2 separate regions of the Gossypium hirsutum genome follow, and region 2 is linked to region 1. The links are chromatin contacts, called in public Hi-C maps. All regions are on one chromosome and are shown on one strand. The core of a region is the stretch at or near the end of the contact, and the rest is flanking DNA. Distances in the headings are between cores, read along the strand shown. Region 1 holds the start of LOC107910037 (protein WVD2-like 7). Region 2 holds the start of LOC107907939 (beta-glucuronosyltransferase GlcAT14A).

Evidence for each region. Hi-C and Micro-C count contacts between places; a contact is called where the count stands out from the background.
Region 2: a Hi-C map of leaf shows a contact between it and region 1, with 1.7 times the contacts expected there. The contact joins the promoter of LOC107907939 here to the promoter of LOC107910037 in region 1. A contact is called at or near these places in 2 of 34 Hi-C or Micro-C datasets (both in leaf).

The regions. Positions count from the first base shown.
Region 1 is chrD02:54,654,528-54,657,227 of Gossypium_hirsutum_v2.1, reverse strand. LOC107910037 (protein WVD2-like 7) reads right to left here and starts at 1,426. Exons shown (of 9, transcript XM_016837776.2): 1 at 1,056-1,426; 2 at 1-210. The coding sequence starts at 1,097.
Region 2 is chrD02:55,055,663-55,058,362 of Gossypium_hirsutum_v2.1, reverse strand. It overlaps LOC107907939 (beta-glucuronosyltransferase GlcAT14A), which reads left to right and starts at 1,379. Exons shown (of 4, transcript XM_016835236.2): 1 at 1,379-2,477. The coding sequence starts at 1,994.

The sequences.
Region 1 (2,700 bases), core at 177-2,676:
TTGGCCCTCGGATGAACCTTGGAGAAGAAGTGCCTTCTTCCTGAAGTGAGCTTCAAAGTAAGCTTTCTTCTCTATAACTAAACCTGGTTTCGAGAATTTCTCAACCTCTTCAAGATATTTATTGTGTGAGAAAGAGGATCTCCTTTCCCAAGCTAAGGGCTCATTTTCAAATCTGCCAAATGATATAGAACCAGAATGCAAAGATTCTGTCTGCCAAGATTGAAAAGAATGTGGAGTTAGAATAAATCAAATAGGTGGACAAGTTATCAGAGAATAAAGTAAATCGTATTTTATGATCCAGTTCATGGATCAGAAACTCATAAAAATGGTTAGCAAGATCAAAATTCACCAGCACTTAAATACCCATTGGTAGAGGTACTTGAGATACCGTAAGCCATTATAGCTAAAGACAATCTTCTGTAGATTTTCAACTTCTCAAAAATAATATAGTAGACATTTCTAATGACACAAAAGTGGTTCCATAGATAATTTGAAGTTTGAAAAAGAATAACTAACATATCTAATACTATAATTATAAGTTAATGTCAAAACTAATGGCTAACATACATACCATCTCCTAAGAACAATTGCATTTCTTTGTCTGAGATACATTATGTATGTTTTTGTGAATACATGACATTTTATTCAATAATATCATCAAAAATTGAGATAGGAAACAGTGATCATGATCAAACTAGAACTAATCGAGATATGGACTAGAGAAACTGAAACCTAAATAGCAAGTAAATGAACTTGAGTCATCCAAAAGGGGATATATATGTACAAACTATGAACATGAAGTAAGTTCGTTTTGCAAATGAAGTGAACCAACCACTACAATTTTTTTTTCTTGTTTTAAACTTCATAAGTGAGATTATCATTTCATTAGTTAAAAACAAATTGAGATTCCACCATTTCTAAACATAAACCGGTTTCACAATATTCAGTAAGCACTACAACAATTATCCAGTTGACAAATATAATTCCATTGATGAAACACATAATAGAAATTCCAAACACCTAACCAAAAGGAAAGAAAGAGCAAGAAAATTTACCAGAAAACTAATGTTGAAAGGCTCTTGAAACTCTCCCGCCATTCGCAGCAGTTACCTCAAAATTCAAGAGTGAGGAAGCTACATCCCCAGCGTATCAAACGGATCCAGTCAATCAAATTCAAAACAAAACACATTTCTTCACAACTTCAACAGTAATACACGAATCTTAACTAAAAGTGCTTTGCGAGTAACACGCCAAAAACAAAAAAAGCCAAAGCTCCAAGGTTTTTTTTTGTTTTGTTTGTTTTTCTCGTTTATTTTCAGATCTTTCTAAAAAAAGGAATAAAAATTGTGAATTTGTTTGTGTATAGTAGTAAGAGTAGAAAGTTTGTGAACGTAATGAAGAGCTTAAAAAGGTTGATCCATCAATTCAATCATTATTTATTTATTTTCGTTAAAAAAAACCCTTTTATCATGTGGGGTTGGTTGTCCTTTTTGTCTTGTCCTCATCAGATCATCACCGCACTTATAATCGGACGGCTGTGATTATGGATCAGACTTCAGAGGAGGAAGAAGATCTAGAGAAAGCTCGCATTCGGATTGGGAACGACACCGTTTTCTGGTATGGTTGGCAATGCAAGTGTTGGGTAATGTCCCACGTTTGAGCTTCATTTATCTGTTGTTGACTTTCCCAGCAGTGCTTTTACGACTTATGGTCACTATGGGGTCTCTGAAGGCCGAGAATACTTTTAACATTTTTTTCTTAAGTTACTTAAAGCTTATTTTATATTATAATTTGTAAGAGATTAATAAGATTAATCCACTGTTTATGTACAATTTTTCATGTAATTTTTTTTTGAAATAATAAAATCGAAATCTTTTAAGTTTAATTTCCGCTATATATTTGTTAAAAAAAATTCCATCATCATGTGGCTATTTATTCAATATTTGTTTCTTTTTTTTAATTAGAATCAAATCATTTTAATCAATTTAATTGTAGTATAAAAAATATATAAACTTGATGAGTAAATTTTTTTTGTTGCGTCTCATTAAATGGGACAATCGAATATTTATATACATGGTTAGTGTTTATAAAATTAATTTTCTTAGTAGACTCTATGCATACAGGACATGTGTACTATTCTAGGTTGTTTACTAGACTTCGTGACCCCACATGCAAGCTCCTTAGATATATATGAGCAGAGACAACAAGCTCCCCTTGCGAGCACCAAGTGAGTGTAAACTGAGACCGCAAACTTCCTTTACAAACTTCCAGATCACGGGTGGGCGACCTGGACCTTATCTGATTCTCGAGTTAATGATCATAAGTACATAACAAAACCTTTTAAAAATAAGATAATATATAATTAAAAATTTTAATTAATATAAATGAGATTTATAATCATTTTAATATTCTCATTAAATCAAAGCGTTTAATCTTTATATAGAAATATATATAACATAAAAATCAATTGATATTTTAATTAAAATTATAAAATTACATATTTAATATTTAATGTGCCCTTTATTCAAATCAAATCACATCATAATAATATAAATTATTTTATAAAAAAAAGAACGAAATTTTAATAATTACCTAATGAAATTGAAATTTGATTAATAAATCCAATTAATTCAATTAAAAATTTTGTCATAATAGAGATATATGGATTATTATCCTATCGGAAAATTAGAATCAATTAGA
Region 2 (2,700 bases), core at 130-2,629, 400 kb before region 1:
CGACATAGGTTTTCATGGGAGGAGCAACTTGAAAGAGCTCTTACTTGCGATATTTTTATTTTAATTTCGCACCTGTTGCCTATGTGTTATTATTATTACTTTCAAACTTTGCGTTTTATTATTTATTGTACGTTATTTTTAAACACACATTTGCGTTCAAAATATGTAGTTTTCACGCACATACGCGTGTGATAAGATTTCCAGTATAGATAATGTCACTGATTGTGTTGGCGTCACAACTCAACTTGATATTTAATTTTTTAAAAATGAAATTTAATATTGATTGTTCTCCTCACTAACTTGATCTTTTTTTAACGTGTTATAAAAAATGGCAACACCATAATAAACAATTGGAGTGTATTTAATATTCTTAATATGATTTATTTACCTATTTCAATTTTCTTTTACTCGTAAATTAAATTTTTTATTATTTTAATTGCGTACATATTACATATGTGTTGTTATTATTATTAGTTTCAAACTTTATGTTTAATTATTTATTGTATGTTATTTTTAAACACACATTTGTGTTCTAAATCTGTAGTTTCTGCATGCATACACGTGTGATAGAATTTCCAGTTATATATAAAATTTTAATAAATATAAATATATATTTTAGTTTTTTTTAATATGAGCAGACCTAAAATAAGTTTGGGTTAGCCATTTATTAATATGATAGACTTGACAGAATTTTAGCCTTATATTTCGGGTTGGGTTGGACTTGGGCAAACATAATTGTTAATATCATGTTTAAGCCCAATGTAAATCCGACCCGACCCATTAAAGAGTAACCCCTAAATTTCAATGACACTTGTTTTTTTTGTTCAATATATATATTTAAAATTTAATCCATATATTTTAAATATATTTATATATCAAGTTGACATTTTAATCCTAAACTGAAAATTAAATTGATGGAATACAAATATTTTAGAGATTAATTAGAAGAGAACCTCAAAACTTTGACATCTAGAAGGTTAAAGAGAAGCAGAATGAAGTTTGATATGGATATAGCAGTAGGAAGATGAAAGAAAGACGGCCATCTACCGTTATCTAAACCCAAGAGTAGGTCAATTTTCATCATATCATATCACGTCTTTGCTTAGCGCATGCAGGGAGAGTTGATTCAAAGACGCAATCCATATTTTCCCTAAGTTGCGAACTATGAAAACCACCTTTCTAAAAGGAGTTTAGCGATTCTAGATCTGTACCTTTTAAATTAAGTTAATCCAGGGACTGCCTTCACGGAAGCGCGTTACTTGACGCGCAACTCAGGATCGTGAAATGGTTTTGTGTTTTTTGGACCCACCCAAAAGAAGAAAAAACAGAGTTACAATTTTATTTATTTATTTATTTCGTTTCTTTTCATTTTTGAATTTATTTTTAATTCATTTATTTATCACTTAAAATAAATAAATAATTTTAAAGTTAGAGGGTAAAATGGATTATTATACCTTATCAGAAAAAACAAATCAAATCGTACAGATCAGAAGATCCACAGGTTGAAACTTCAAATGTTCTTTCTCTCCAACTAAGCCAAATCTAACCTGAAAGAGAAAAAATAGAATAAAAAACCCTAACCCTAGTTAATTCTTTCACCTCCAAAGAAAAAAAAAATTCATTTCATCATCAAAACAAACCAAGGATTTGAACATTTTACACAAACAAGCAAGAGCAAAGGAGTGAAAAGAAAATGCTATAATCATTTTGATTGGCATTACAGCAAGATAGAGAGAGAGAGAGAGAGAGGGAAAGAGAGAATTGAGCAAAAAACAAAAAACAAAAAAGAGCTTTACTGTGCTGATCTAGATTTTATCATCAATGGTTTTCAGTCTTGTGGAACCAGAGATCCGACCTTTCTCCTGTAACATCTTCAAAATCCAAATTCAACCCGGATTTCCTCATTCGATCCTCAACAAAACCATATGCTCAAAAGTCAATCTTTGAATCCAATTTTACCACAATTTTTGAAGACCCTTAAAACACTATTGTTATGGGAGCTGAAAGGAAATGGTTTTTCAGTCTTCTTTCCCTTACATTTCTCTCCGTTCTCCTCCTCGTACTTTACTCGATCTCACCTTTCAGCCCCCCTAGACCTTTCCCTTCACTGGTCCAACTCGGCCTTCCATATCCACCAGCTTTTGGGTATTATATATTTGGTGGAAAAGGTGATAAAGATCGGATCTTTAGGCTACTCCTTGCTGTCTATCACCCCAGGAATCGTTATGTATTGCATCTTGGAGCTGATGCCACTGATGGCGAACGGTATAGTTTGGTTGTGGCTTTGAAATCTGTGCCTGCTATTAGGAGCTTTTCAAATGTAGATGTTATAGGGAACCCTGATCGGTTTTCGTATATGGGTTCTTCGTATATTGCTTCCACTTTGCACGCTGCCGCTATTTTGATGAAGGTTGATCCTGGCTGGGATTGGTTTATTGCTTTGAGTGCTTTGGATTATCCCTTGCTTACTCAAGACGGTAAGCAGTTTGGGTTCATTTTTTAAAATTTATTTATGTTGTTTTTCTTTTATATGGAGTAATTAGGTGAATTCAGAGAACAGTTTGACTTTGGATATACATGATCTTGATTTAATTGGAATTACTTGAAATTTTGATGAATTTGCATTGTCTCAGTTCATAATATACGGTTTGATACGAAATGGGACTTGAGATTTTCTGATTTTGGTGCTCTTTATGATCT